3 separate regions of the Mus musculus genome follow, and all the other regions are linked to region 3. The links are chromatin contacts, called in public Hi-C and HiChIP or PLAC-seq maps. All regions are on one chromosome and are shown on one strand. Each heading gives the region's core, a stretch centred on a gene start, on an enhancer-like site or on the middle of the called end of the contact. The rest is flanking DNA. Distances are from core to core; before and after follow the strand shown. Region 1 overlaps Cdh23 (cadherin 23 (otocadherin)). Region 2 overlaps Cdh23 (cadherin 23 (otocadherin)). Region 3 overlaps Slc29a3 (solute carrier family 29 (nucleoside transporters), member 3).

Region 1 (4,718 bases), core at 1,128-3,627, 330 kb before region 3:
GATGAGTCAAAACACTGAGGCTGGTGAAATGGGCCATTCATTCCCTGTCTTCCCTCCCAGCAACTGAGAGCCCCCTTCCCTCTCCGTGTGTGTGTGTGTGTGTGTGTGTGTGTGTGTGTGTGTGTGTGGTGTGCTTCATTTTTAGGGTCCTCCTCCCTCTGGGCCTTTTAGCTGTGGCTCCTATACTGGGCCAAGGAGCTCTTCCTTTTGCCTGCTTCCTTCCAAGAGGGGAGCCTGGCCAACAAGCCGTGAAAGCAGCTCTGTTCTGGCCTTGCTGAGCCCTGGCTCTCGCGCTCTCTCTCCTTGATTCCTTTCCAGGAAACAGCTACTTTCCTCTCTCCACTGCTTTGAAAGGCTCTGGGGGACGCCAAGGTGAGCCAGGGCCCTGTCCTCAGCTAACACAGACTGTGGCCCATTCTTCTCAGAAGGGAGGAGGGACCATTTTTCTTCAAGTACAAGCCACTTCCAGCCCACCCTTGGATCCCTGCTGTCCCCACCCCTTATAGTATGATGCTATCGAGTATGAATACTCTCAGGGCTGAGCAGAGCCCTGCCTGGTCCTAGCTTGCCACCTACCTGCACAATGCTGTGGCCTTCTGGGATGTCTTCGGGGACACTGGCCTCATAGCTGCTTTGCAGAAAGATGGGCCGGTTGTCATTCACATCCAGAACTGTGACAAACACGGTGGCTGTACCCGTGCGCCTCTTGCCTACAGGGCCATTGTCTGTGGAGGGTGAGGGGTGAAGAAAAGGTATTAGAAGCTCTGTATGCCAGGCCATCAGCCAGAGTTACACAGTCCTTCATCTGCCTCAAGGGATGGTGGCTCACTGCCCTTCTGGACCATCAACACCACTAACGATATCCTGGGGCTGACATAATGCCACATCCCAGGGAGAGCCTTGTCTGGCTCATTCAGTCTTCACAACAAGCTAGGGAAGCAGGCAGGATTCTCCATCCCAATGCACAGCTGAGCTAAGCAGGGCACTAAAGAAGGTGGGATGAACGGTCAGATCCTCAGAGCCTAGGCACACTATTCATTTCATAAAAGGGGCCTATGGAGACATAATTAAGTTGAAGATCTTGAAGGGAGGTCAGTCCCCCTAGCCATTTAACCAGTGATTCAGTGACTTAGAAGGTTCTGTACTCTGATCACAGTGCGTGCCTGTAGCTCCTCAAGGAAAGCCAAGGCAGGAGGATTATTAGAGACCAGTTATTTGAGTATTGCTTGTCTCAAAAACCAACCACCAGCAAAGAGAAGGTCAGGTGAGGGGTGGGGCATGAGCCAAGGAACCCCAAGGCCACGGGACCTGGAGGAGCAAGGAAGAGTTCTTCCCAGAGGCTGGGGGTGGGGTTCGGGGTGTCTGTAGCTCTGCCCAGGGCATGGAATCCAGTCTCCTCCTGGCCACCTTCTGATGAAGACATTTTTTCTTTCCAGCAGAGTGGCCATGAGTCTACTTATTGGCCTGCATGTGGCTTTACCCTTCTTTATAGTTGGGAGCACATGATAGCCACTGAGGGGTAGTCACTCACCCCACAGTGCCCTGTGAGTGTGGGGGCCTTTCTTCACTAGCCTCGGGGCAGAGGGTTGACTCTAAGCCGGGCTCCCCAGGGTAAACTCTGCCTGGAACAGCCATGTGGGCAGTGTGCACGACAGCTAGCACTCACCTATGGCCTCCAGCACCAGTGTGTACGCAGCCGTGGTCTCACGGTCCAGGCCGACTACGGTTCTCACCACGGCATCACGGTAGCCCACACTAAACTTCCCATCCACGTTTCCCGCTGCAGGCAGAAGAGAAGGAAGACTTGGGTTGTTCAGCAGAGTTCTACAAAGTGACGCACCATGACTCTCCTCCTGAGTGGGAACCTGCACAGGATCCCTCAGAGGATGCTCTTACAGGTAGAGGGTGCAGCTTGTATGAGCACCTACTGTGTGCCAGGCACTCCAATTATGGACTAGTTCCTTTAACCTCCACTTGATCTGCAGTTCTGTATCCTGTCCTGTGCTCCTCCTGTATGTTCACTTTGGAGCGTGGGTCCTGCCCATGTTGCCCTAGCATCTCTCCCAGAGGAGGCTGAACAGCTGACCTGGGTAAGGGACATTTTACACATGGCTCAGGCCTGACTGGGGTACAAGTGTGAATTTCCCAGGACCCTCATCTTTAGGGATAGTGAGGGGCTGAAAGGACTACAGCTCTCTAGGCGGGAATTCAGAATGGCATAGAGGAGCATGTGGACAGGAGACAGGTGGGCTTGGTGTCCTTGAGTGGCGGTCCCCTTGTTGGGTGGAGCCAGGGAAGGGACTGTCTGAGACCAGAGAGGGAGAGACGCCGCCTGTGTGAGCAGGCTGCAGTACAGCACTCTAGCCAGCAGAGGGAGCCATTGTACTGTGCTCGGAACAACTGGTTACAGAGATTGACAATCTAGAAGGGCTCAAGGCAGGTGAGCAGGTAGAGTCCCTTTACAGGTGCTCTTTACATGGCTTGCCTCTGAGAGGAAAGACCCAGAAGGTTCCTCCCAGTCTAATGTGTCTTCTGCAAGAGACAGAACCCAGTTCTGCATGGGGCAGGCAGGAAATAAAGAGCAATTAGTGTTAGCGGCAGAAGCTCTCGGTTGATGTCATGTGGGTGCCTCACCAACTATGGCTTCCTGGGATGGTCTTTGGGCTAGGAGGTGGGAGTGAAGAGGAAAGGAGGGGAGAACCTGGGATCCCTTGCTGCTGAGGAGAGGTGACAGGGAGGGTAGTGTGTATGCTGCATATGTGTACAGGTATGTACACATAGATGTAGTATAGTGTGACGTGGCTTCAGGTGGCTCGTAAGCAGAAAGAAGGTGGGTATGGGAGGGTTACAGGGATGTGTGTCCTAGTGCCTGTCAGGTGGGTCAGGCATCAAAGAAAGAGGAAAACGGTTATAGCTCGTGAGGTGACAACCATAGAGCATGTTTGTCTTTTCCCACGGGGTCTACCTCCGTGGCAGGTTCACTTTCTCCAGAGAGCCAGGACAGGGCCTTATCAGCTTTAGCCACAACTCTATTGAACATGTTCCAGCCCAAACCAAACCCATCTCAACCAACAGATTTTATGAGTCCCCGAGGAGGGATGAAGCCACATTCCTGTAGTGACTGCCTTCTGAAGTGGGGTGAAGGGACGCCCCAGGCAACACTCTGTCCCCTCTGCCCATGCCCAGCACACCTTCAGCCTCAAAACTCCCAGCAAGCCCTTGGGGGCGGGGGGGGGCAAGGAAGTTGAGGCTGATTGCCACCCCCTCCCCCTGGTCCAGGTCCCTGCCAGGCAGCAAGGGCCGTACCTGTGATGAAGTAGCTGAGCTCCGCATTGAGGCCCACGTCATTGTCTGTGCAGTTCAGCCAGACCACGCGGAACTCACGGGGAACGTCCTCAGACACGGACACGTTGTACACGGCAGGGAAGAAGGTGGGAGTCTCATCGTTCACATCCAACACTGAAAATTGAAGGGACACGCTAGCCCAGGCCCTGGCTCCTGCTGTAGATGGCTGGGGCCATACTGCAAGGGTTTCCAAGGTGGGTTGTGGGCTCCAGGGGGGCTTATGTGTCAGTGTTGTCTGGTTATGAGTCCAGGAGGCCTGTATGGTGGCTAAGTCATCTAGGTTCAAACTGACCAGAGCTAGCACTCCCCCTACCACACTATCTATCCCTGACTGTCAGACTGAGAGGAGCACAGAGCATCCCCACCCCCAGGAGGCACTTAACAACAACAACAACAACAATAGCAACAACAGCAATGTGGCTGTCTTACACAGTCCACAGCCACGCCTCTCCTCCCAGCATCGTTCTGAGGTGGGCATTACCAGCCACACTCTAGGTGGGAGGACAGAAGCCCAGAGCAGTTGGATAACTTGTCTACAGTCACATAGCAATACAATGGAGGGGTCATGGTCTTGGGGAACTCGATCATAGATGGAGGGAGGGATTTGGGGGATCCTAGGAAGCTGGCTCTGAAGTTTATCCTTTCTAAAAACTTAATTTCCCTTAAATATTTGTGTGTCCAGCCTTCACAGCTGGCCACTCCTCCTTGGGTATACGGGGCTTAGGGTGACCCTTACAAGTGACATGGCCTCCCCTGCTCTCTGTTGGTATCGCTGGGAGAGGTGACAGGCCATTGTTACTATCTATGGTTTTTGCTGAGCTTGGAAGAGGTTCTTTGAGGGTCCTCTTTGAAGAGGAAGTCACCTCATACTGATTATTTGGTGATGAAGTAGGCCCCCAAACTGGCTCCTGCCATCAATAAGGGGGTCTTGTATCCATAGGAGAGAGGACAGCTGGCTCTGAGACCCTTGCTATGCCAGGTCTCGACTGAGGAGGACCAGGCTGTGTGTCTGTGTTAGGCTCACTGCTGGTCTCTTTCCATGCACCCTCTGGATAGAGAGCCAGGGCGGCCATGCCAGGTTAAGCCCTGCACGTATGTCCTCAGGCTCGTTCCTGCCTCCATCCACACACTGTCAACGTCTCCATCTTTCTCAGAGCTAAAACCCATACAGATGGGAAATTGTATTTCATCATGCAGGTGGGCATAATGGCATTTGGCCCCAAGGGGTGAAGAATCTGGGAGTGGAGGCTCCTAGCGACCCTCTCCCTATACCCTTCCTATCCATACCCATCACATCCATACCCTTCCATAGGAAGCCCTATGATTCCACACCCATAGAACAGGGGGTCTTCTTTACATCTGAATAAGCACTG
Region 2 (4,763 bases), core at 9-2,508, 370 kb before region 3:
TCTGCACCATCCATTGCTCTAGATCTATGCAGTTACTATAGACAGAATGTGTTGTTCTGTTTGGCTTTGGGGATAATGGCCTGGCGAACTGCCAGCTGTTCAGTGGCAGGGCTGTGAGGCCAGTCAAAGACTAGAACCCACAGACCAGCTGAACGATGAGTATAGCCTGTCCCCTGGGGGAGCCTGACCTGTCTCCAGCCCTAAGCTTCAGACCTCACCACTCAGATGACTTCTAAGAATTTGCCTGTGGGGACCCCTGCATGGCTGCAGCTCCGTGGAAAGGAGAGGAGGCCCCCAGCAGAAGAACCACTCGCTTCCTGCCCAGCTTCCTCCTGTAGGGCTCTAAGTCTCTTCTTCTTGGGACCCTGCAAGCAAAGGCATGTCAGCTTGGTGGTTTCCTGTTTTGGGTGAAGTTTTGTGTGGTCCGGGTTCTGTCTACATCCATGAACTTGGGTGCTACCACCTTGCTGCTGCTGTAGAGACAGCTGCAGGATCTTAGGGTGGAAAATGGAGGTGCCCTGAGGTGCTAGCCCTTGGGGCAAAAGATGGGGTGGCAATGAGACACAGTGGGGAACTGAGTTCCCCAAGAGGAGGGAGGAGCCCTGTAGCCTCAAGGGCCATATTGGGTTCCTGGTACCAGCAAAAGCCTAGAGAGCGAAGTCTGTATTTTGAGGAGGTAATTGATCCTTACGGAATCCATCAGAAATTTGGAGCGGGTGCTTTATCTATCTCTGGAGGGTCTCTACCTATCTCCGATGAAGCTCTCCCTGGGCCTGGGATGGGAGAAACCAGGAGGAAAGGTGTCTGATAAAGCAGGGGCTTCTTGACAAGCCAAAGGGCCACTGGTAGCTGTTGTGGACCGAGCTGACCCTGCTGAAGTATTGTAGTGTGCCTTGGACCAACTTCTCAAAAGAGCAACCCCGGGGCTACCCTACTTCTGCCAGGAAGAGGCGGAGAAGGGGCTGAGAGGCCTGGAAGGGGCTAGCTCCTTCTTTGAGAACTGCTCCCCGGAGGACTTGGAGGAGGCGGCTAGGCTACGGGCTGCTGAGGGCCCTTTGTCTTTCCTAACCTGGGCACTGTTAGGATGCTCCCTCCTGGAAAAGGCTTTCCTGGGTGTGAGCTAGAGCAGTGTCCATGCCAGCGCTGAACCTGCCATGGTGGGAGCTGAACTAAAAATTTCTCAGGGAACTAAAATAGGCAAAAGAGGAACTGGGGGAGGAGGGTGCCAGGCAGGATGGGGGGAAGGGAGGGCAGTGCAAAAGTCTCTTGAAACACAGACAGCCCAGCTGAGTGCCAGTCCCAGATCACAGAGAATACGGCTCATCTGGCTCATGTTCTGCATGCTTGCTGCTTTACCCTGGCACTTTCCTTCTCCACCATGAGTGCGAGTCCTGGGAGTCCTGGGAGGGTGAGGATTAATGCCAGCCTGGGGAGCAGATAGCTGACAGAGTCCTTGGGTAACTGGCTTGAACCAGGACCTCAGGATTCCACTCTGGGGATCTAGCTTTGTCTGGGCCAGTGAAGATCTCTATAATGGCATTATTGCCAGGGGATAAACATTTCACTGGGTTCTGATCTGTTGGGTGTGGCTTCCTGGAAAATATGGTGAGAGGAATTCTGCTAAGGATACAGTTGATAAGAAAGTTCTGAGATTGATTAGTAATGCCTGCCTTGGACTCAGGAAGGGAAGTGGCAGTATGAATGCCATGTCTTAATCATTTTGGTTAAAATATGCTTCCCAAAAGATTTCCACGTGTGTTCTTGTTTATTTGACATCTGTCTCCATATCAGTCTTGAAAGCCTTTCTGTGTGTATATATATGATGTTTGCGTGTATATATGTTTTTGTGTGTGCATATGGAAGTCAGAAATCACTGGGTGTCTTCCTCCATTCCTTTGCAATGTATGTTTTTTTTTTTTTTACGATTTATTTACTATATGAATGTTTTGCCTGAATACATGCATAGGTGTCACGTACATGCCTGCTGGAACGCTTGGAACTGGAGTTACAGGTGGCTATGAGCTACAGTGTGAGCACTGGGAATCAAACCTGGGTCTTCTGCAAGAGCAACAAATTAAAAGTCAGCTCTTAACTACTTGAGCTATTTTTCCAACTCCACCATTGTGTATTTTTAGCATTTATTTTAAAATTTTATGTGCATGTTTTTTGTTTGTTTTGTTTTTTTGTTTGTTTTGTTTTGTTTTGTTGCCCTGCATGTCTCTAAGAGCATCACATGTATGCTAGGCACCGGTGGAGGCCGGGAGGGCAATGGATCACTTGGGAATGGAGTTAGGGAATAGATAGTTGTGAGCTGCCATGTGGATCCTCTGTAAGTAGAGCTGAGCTGACTCGTTAGTGTTCCACTTTCTTTTCGGCAGACCCTTCAGTGAATCTGGAGCTAAGCACCGAGCTCTGGGGACCTGCCTGTACCTGTCCCACCCTACCCCGAACTGCTGGGGTTATAGACTACACGCGGCCTGTGGGTGCTGGGAATCTGAACTCTGGTTCCTCATGTGTGCGTGCCAAGCACTGTATCTGCTGAGCCTCCTCCACCCCCAAGCAAGAGTCTTTACCATCCCTGTTTAATGCAGAAGGAAATGGTGGTTCTGAAAGGCACATGTTTTGTGGCTGGTGGGACTAATGTTGGTTCTCTTGCCTCTCAGGCCTAGCTCCTTTCCTGTCATTGAACCAAACAGCCTTCTTGTCCATTAACCTGCTATCACCTTCAACTTGTACATGCTGGGCTGCTGAGAGATGAACTTGACCCCACAAGTTTACTATTACATTCAAGCCATACCAGGAATATATTCTTATTTATGCTCTGTCTTCTCTGGCCTTCTCACAGCTAGTGTGGGGGCTTCTTCTACACCCCTACTATGCCCCTTTCCTGCCTGGGGATTTTTGGTAGACACAGAGTCCCTGCACTGTACCTGTTTGCATCCGGGAAAAGGTAAGGGAACAGAGACCTTGCTCTGACCGTGAACCCTAGAAGCCCAGCCAGTTGTGTGTCAACATCTGGGAAGTGGCAGAGTGTCTCCCAACAAGCAAGCTGACTTGCAGGTGCTGCTTGAACGACTGCCCATCCTGTTCTCCTGCAGCATATTTGATTAAAAACACAAGTAATTAGAAAGGTCAGCGTGGTTACTCTTGCTGGCCCGGGACAGATAAGCCTGCCTGATGTGAACACATGGAAATGGTTAGGGTAGGGGTGGGGTGGGGAGTGGGCAGAGCCTGGGAAGCTAGGGTCCTGGCTGCAGAGGCTCACTTTACAGAATGTGATGAACTGCTAGGGCGGTGTTCCCAGCTCACAGCCCACCTTAGAGCCACTGCCAGGGCCTGGGAACTGGGTGCGTACAGATTTTCTCCCCTGTAACCAGGGAAGTCAGGGTTATCTGGGACTGTGGGATGGTATTTCCTGCTGCTGGCTGTCATTCATATGTCAAAGAGGCCACCCTCTCTCCTAAATCTCCTGCCAAGGTGCCTCAGGGTCAGGGCTCTCCCCTGACCTCTTCATTGCCTTTCGTCCTTCCTCCCTGGACCCAGCCCTTCCTCCTGCAGGGCCCCTTGATGGCCACTTGGGCCTTGCCATAGTTCTGTCCTTCCTGCCTGTGGCTTGGAGCTAACAGAAGTCCCAAGCAATACAATGGTTTCCTCTGGCCGGGTGGCGGGTCATTGTGTGGCAGGTCTAAGGCTGGCCCAGCTGGTCCGTGCAGCCCAGCTGTTCCTGGCCTGTATGATACAGGCTAAAGGCTGTGGATAGGAATGTCCGGCTTTGGGAGGTGAAGGGGTATTGCCCACAGAAGAAAGAAGGGGAGGGGTTTGGACATAGGGGTTCCCCTGGGATACTGGGAACTTCTTGGCAGCTGATTCCTAAGCCCTATGCTACAAATAACATCCGTGGGCTGGTGAGATGACTCAGTCGGTAGAGACACTTGTAAACAAGACTGATGATCTGAGTTCAAACTTCCACGTGGTGGAAGGAAAGAACCAGTTTTGGTAAATTGTCCTATGATCTTCACGAGCATCCTATGTGTGCCCATACACATGCTCCCTCCACCCACAGAATAAATAAATCAGCCTAGAAATCCTTCCTGGTCCCTGGCTCTGAGCTCCCACAGTCCTGGGTCACATCATGCACAGAGCATCAGTTTTGTCCCGTTTTTTTTTTTTTTTTTTTTTTTTTTTTTTTTTTTCCTGCAGGCCTGGGGCTGTCTGTCTGTGGTTTTCTAGCCTCTGGTATGGTCTTGCTGCTGCTGGCTAAAAGAGTGGGTAGCTCTCCCAGAGAAAACAGCTAAGGAGGATGTGCAGTTAGAGGTTGAATACCACCTAGAGCTAGGCTGCAGCCCAGAAATCCACCCTCTTGCCTCTGTCTGGGCTGATGGGAAGACCATAGCATGGACATACTTGGCTACTCCACAGGACTGACCAGCAGAGACGGGACCAGTGCCCTCATCTCCGGGTGGAGGTGAAGAGCTCGGAGTCTGTCTCTCAGGTCAATCCAGTTCTGTGTGACACTAGTGACACAAGTCATAGAACTGGGGATATGGCTCAGTTGGTGGACTTGCCCCCATAGCATCCCTGCACTCACAAGTCCTAGGTTCAATCCCCAGTACTGTGTAAACCAGGCATGGTGAGACACACTTACAACCCCAGTTTTTGGAAGTGGAGGCAGGAGGATCAGACATTCAAGATCATTCTCAGCTATAGAGTGAGCTTAGAACTGCCGAGGTTACAAGAAAACATCTCAAAAAGAAAAGAAAATA
Region 3 (4,751 bases), core at 276-2,775:
ATCCCAGCACTCGGGAGGCAGAGGCAGGTGGATTTCTGAGTTCGAGGCCAGCCTGGTCTACAAAGTGAGTTCCAGGACAGCCAGGGCTATACAGAGAAACCCTGTCTCGAAAAACCAAAAAAAAAAAAAAAAAAAAAAAAAAAAAAGGTACTTTGACCTCACTGCCCCCCTCCCCGCCAGCTCTTTACTTCCTTTTTCTTAGCACTCCTAGAAAGCCTTGGCTCTGTCCTCCCTGTAGGGAGCTCTGCCTGCCTTCTTCCCAAGCTGCCATGGGAAACTGTTCCTGCATGGGGTCCCAGCCCCCCCCCCCCCCCAGCCAGGTCATCTCTAGCCTCATGCTTCTGACATCATCTGTTACACCTTCCACAGTGAGTCCAGGAGTCCCGCTCTGATCTAGGGTAGCCTTAGGGCCCTGGGGTGAGCCCTGATTTGGAAAGGAAGTCTTGGATCTTCCTTCCTTGAAGGGAGGTAAACTTCATATCCAAAGCATAGGGCACACATTAAAAGAGAGGCTGTGCACACGAGGTGGGGGAGGGGAAGGCAGACCCAGGGGTGCCAAGGGTCCTAAGACCCCAAAGGCTGCAAGATGTTCTTCCCCGGAGCCTTGGTTCCAGCCTCCCAGTTTGACAGGCTGTGGGGTTAGAGAGAAAGACCTGCCCCATCTGGGAGGCATCCACACGCACCTCCCAACCCTGTACAAGCTGATCTGTGCCCAGGCCTGTAGCACCAACACAGGTAGGCTAAAGCCAGTCTGAGGGCCAAGGGTGGCCCTCATCCTTCTGCAAACACAGGGATGTGGTCCCACCTGTCACTCCTGCCTGCGATGGTAGCTTTACTGAGTATCCTGGGGCCCGGCAAGCCTGAAGTATTTGATCTCTGTATCAGGGACCTCACAGGATGATTTTACAGGCTGGCCCTGTCTCATCTCATTTTACACACACATATATACATGGGTGGTATGTGTTCTTATGGGTATTTATGAGTGTGAAGGTCAGAGGGCAATGCCAGGTGTTCATTTTATTTTTGAGTCAGGGTCTCCTGCTGAACCTGGAGGTCACAGATTTGGCTAGACTGGCTGGCAAGCACCCTGGATTCCCTCAAGGCTGCAGTTACACGCACGTACTGCTCATGTGGGATTTTTATGTGTGTACTGGGACTCTGACCTCAGGTCCTCATCTCTCCTGCCCTCATTACTCTTTTTTTGTTTGTTTGTTTGTTTTTGTTTTTCAAAACAAGGTTTCTCTGTATAGTCCTGGCTGGCCTGGAACTCAGAGATCCACCTGCCTCTGCCTTCCGAGTGCTTGGATTAAAGGCGTGCGCCACCACCACCTGGCTAATGTCTTCACTTTTAAAGATGGACACAAAGCTCCTCTTCACTAATAAGAGTAAAACCCACAAACCAAGGCTGGCTCTCCCAAACCATGATCCTCCTGCCTCAGGAGGAGGTATAACACAGCAGTGTGCTTTCTACCCACCCCACTCCACCCCTGCCAAGCTTTCTCTAGGCCCCAGTAGGACAAGCCAACATCTCTCCTGTTCCTCTTTCTATTCCTCCCGCTCCGGAAACAGCCAGCCAAACAGTGGCTGGGGGGTGGGGGGCACAGAAGGAAGGACCAGAGAAAAAGGAGCCTGAGAAACACACACACACACACACACACACACACACACACACACCAGAGACAGTCACTATGAGTGTCCAAGTCTGCTTGTCTCTCTTCTTCCTAAGCCATGGGGACATTGGAAGGTGGCCTTAGAAAACCCCTATAACTCATTTAGCCATGTCTACACAGGGCAGCTTCTATAGACCCTAGGTGGGGCCCATGTATCTGAGGGACAAGGGCCATGCCTGAGACATGGCTGTTCAGGGCCTCTCTGCTAGCCCTGCCAGGTGCTTCCTCCTACACACACAGCGTTTCCATTGTGGCCACAAACTTCTCTGAAGATTCATGTGGTGGTCAGAGCTACAGGTTGTGACCGTATTCAGGTGCACACACATGTGTACACTCATTCACATACACACTCACACACAGACACACACACATACTCATACACACACACACAGACACACACACATACTCATACACAGCAGACACATACTCATACACAGACACATACACACACTCATATAGACACACACACTCACACAGACATACATACACACAAGACATACTCACTCAGACACATACACACACAGACACATTCACACAAACACAGATATAGACACACAGAGAGACACACTCATACACAGACACATTCACACAAACACACATGTAAACACAGAGATACAGACAGACACACACATACACTTCACACAGACACACTCACTCACACACAGACACACAGAGACACACTCATACACTCACGCAAACATGTACAGACACACACACAGACTCACATGGACACACAGAGATATACTCACTCACACATAGACACATAGACACCAACACAGAGAAAGACATACACACACACAAACACACACACACACTCACGCTCACACACCACTGACAATCTAATGGAAACCCAGACCCTCCACTGTCCCTGCAGAACTTTCTCAGCTGAAGACTGCCCTTAGGAGAAGTACTCTGGGGCTGGAGAGACGGCTTAGTGGTTAAGAGCACTGACTGCTCTTCCAGAGGTCCTGAGTTTAATTCCCAGCAACCACGTGGTGGCTCACAACCATCTGTAATGGGGTCCAAAGCCCTCTTCTGGTATCTGAAGAGACCAACAGTATACTCACATATATAAAATAAAACAAATCTTAAAAAAGAAAAGTACTTTGAGTTTGTACAAAGCCTCTAATTGGCTTTGCTCTCCGCTCACTCACAACGATGAACCACATTAAAAAGACATCGACCTCCAGGCGGTGGTGGTGCACGCCTTTAATCCCAGCACTTGGGAGGCAGAGGCAGGTGGATTTCTGAGTTCGAAGCCAGCCTGGTCTAAAAAGTGAGTTCCAGGACAGCCAGGGCTATACAGAGAAACCCTGTCTCGAAAAACCAAAAAAATAAATAAATAAATAAATAAATAAATAAATAAAAAGACATCGACCACTTTGGCCCAGGCTTCTTTCTATCAATCATGCTGGGGAGATTGCCTCTAGAGTCTAAAGATATATGCAAAAGGAAATAACATCAAAGACAGACAGAGAGAGGTGGGGGAGAGGAAGGGATGGATGGGCCTGAGCGGCCAGCCGTACAGATGGAGCCCAGGATGGTAAGCAGGTGGGAAGAGATAAAAAAGGGAGGGAGAGCTGCAGAGGGGGCCAGAGCTGTGACTGACAGCTTCACAGGAAGCAGAACAAAAGGGGGAGGGGCGTCACAGGTGGGGGAGGGGCATCACAGTGGGGGAGGGGCATCACAGGTGTTAGACACTGGGAACCATGCTGGCTGGACTGTGGTTAGTGACAGAGGGTAGACAGGGGAACTTACAAAATGACTCAGTTTTGGTTCTGGGTTTTCACAAATGGCTTACAGCAGCCATCCACGCAGGCCGAGCAATGGGTAGCTGGCATGGAGTGGGGCAGCTGACCCTTACGCCTGATGGCCACCTACCCGAACTCTATGGCCAATATCTAGAGTCCCTAGCAGCCTCCTGACCACTGCTATCTCCTTTTGAGAAGTGGCCGGGCTCAGGCAGGTGCCTTAGTTCTCTTTGGAGTGTGTGAAGGGTGAGGGATAGCTAGGATTTGATTTTTTAAAAAGTTCATGACCCAACAGACTATCCCTCTTCCATTTGAGAAGAAATCTATGTCAAGAAATCTGTCTCTCTCTAGGACAGTCGTGTCTCTATACTGGGAACAGTCATCTTGCAGCTCTGGTCCCCCTGACAGCTGGCCACATCTGCACCTTGGGAGGCGAGTCTGAAGGATAGGGCTAGGAGCTAAGTATTCAACAGGTACCCTACCTAACACGAATGTGGGCTGCAGCCCTGTTCATCTGAGCAGCCACCAGCAGGTTCCTCACACATACCCACGCCAACTGTGAGAAGAGGACACATGGTCCTCACTCCTTACAATGACAGGAGGCGTTTACATTATAGGCCACAGCCTGTGACTGGCTAGGAAGCAATGGAATGGATTCAGGCCAGAGTTCCATCTTACCCTATTTTCTGTTTGCCACCTGCCTTTCTTACTGTGGTGGTTTGTATATGTTTGGCCCAGGGAGTGGCACTATTGGAAGGTTTGGCCTTGTTGGAGTAGGTGTGGCCTTGTTGGAGTAGGTGTGGCCTTGTGAGAGTAGGTGTGGCCTTGTTGTAGTAAGTGTGTCACTGTGGGCGTGAGATTTAAGTTCTTTCTCCCAGCTGCCTGGAAGTCAGTCTTCTCCTGTTTGCCTTCTGAACAAGATGTAGAACTCTCAGCTCCTTCCTCACCATGCCTGCCTGGATGCTGCCATGCTTCCTGCCATGATGATAGTGGACTGAACCTCTGAACCTGTAAGCCAGCCCCAATTAAATGTTTGCCTTTATAAAAGTTGCCTTGGTCATGCATGGTATCTGTTCACAGCGGTAAAACCCTAAGATACTTAACAATGTACCATTTTCTGGGGCCCTCTCCTCTGGCCTCCCTTTTTTTCTCTTTAAATTTTTTAAAAAATGTATTTATATTGAGAGAGAGAGCCACATGCATTCCACAGAGGCCAGAAGAGGGCATTGGATCTGCTAGAATTGGACTTACAGATGGTTGTGAGCCACCACATGGGTGCTGGGAATTGAACTTGGGTCCTCTGTAAGAGTACCAAGTGTTCTTAACCTCT

Evidence for each region. A called contact is a pair of places that touch in the nucleus more often than the background predicts. HiChIP or PLAC-seq counts read pairs in DNA pulled down with a chosen protein or histone mark.
Region 1: a Hi-C map of bone marrow-derived macrophages shows a contact between it and region 3, with 21 read pairs. The contact joins two enhancer-like sites. A contact is called at or near these places in 12 of 39 promoter capture datasets (the C10 cell line, the HPC-7 cell line, cranial neural crest and 9 more), 3 of 484 Hi-C or Micro-C datasets (bone marrow-derived macrophages, colorectal tumor organoids and embryonic fibroblasts), 8 of 115 datasets of contacts at active chromatin or transcription factors (the HPC-7 cell line, bone marrow-derived dendritic cells, bone marrow-derived macrophages and 5 more) and 2 of 9 other capture datasets (adipose tissue and pancreatic islet).
Region 2: an H3K27ac HiChIP or PLAC-seq map of microglia shows a contact between it and region 3, with 5 times the contacts expected there. The contact joins two enhancer-like sites. A contact is called at or near these places in 5 of 39 promoter capture datasets (the C10 cell line, cranial neural crest, frontonasal cranial neural crest and 2 more), 1 of 484 Hi-C or Micro-C datasets (bone marrow-derived macrophages), 4 of 115 datasets of contacts at active chromatin or transcription factors (bone marrow-derived macrophages, embryonic basal ganglia, microglia and 1 more) and 4 of 9 other capture datasets (adipose tissue, embryonic stem cells, liver and 1 more).

What each region holds. Positions count from the first base shown.
Region 1 is chr10:60,405,709-60,410,426 of GRCm38.p6, forward strand. It overlaps Cdh23 (cadherin 23 (otocadherin)), which reads right to left. Exons shown (of 71, transcript NM_023370.3): 27 at 3,307-3,459; 28 at 1,667-1,780; 29 at 577-725. It also overlaps a transcript of Vsir not described here. Among named protein-coding and RNA genes, the nearest start is that of Gm17455, 8.3 kb to the left of the region's middle. Within about 2 kb of position 2,378, at least 7 of the 459 cell types and tissues checked have an H3K27ac peak or open chromatin away from gene starts, as enhancers often do. A contact at or near this core is called in bone marrow-derived macrophages, where this site is marked.
Region 2 is chr10:60,370,568-60,375,330 of GRCm38.p6, forward strand. All of the region lies in intron 39 of Cdh23 (cadherin 23 (otocadherin)), which reads right to left. It overlaps Vsir (V-set immunoregulatory receptor), which reads left to right. Exons shown (of 7, transcript NM_028732.4): 7 at 1-2,117. Among named protein-coding and RNA genes, the nearest start is that of Vsir, 26 kb to the left of the region's middle. Within about 2 kb of position 1,259, at least 103 of the 459 cell types and tissues checked have an H3K27ac peak or open chromatin away from gene starts, as enhancers often do. A contact at or near this core is called in adipose tissue, bone marrow-derived macrophages and microglia, where this site is marked.
Region 3 is chr10:60,738,261-60,743,011 of GRCm38.p6, forward strand. All of the region lies in intron 2 of Slc29a3 (solute carrier family 29 (nucleoside transporters), member 3), which reads right to left. Among named protein-coding and RNA genes, the nearest start is that of Slc29a3, 12 kb to the right of the region's middle. Within about 2 kb of position 1,526, at least 80 of the 459 cell types and tissues checked have an H3K27ac peak or open chromatin away from gene starts, as enhancers often do. A contact at or near this core is called in adipose tissue, bone marrow-derived macrophages and microglia, where this site is marked.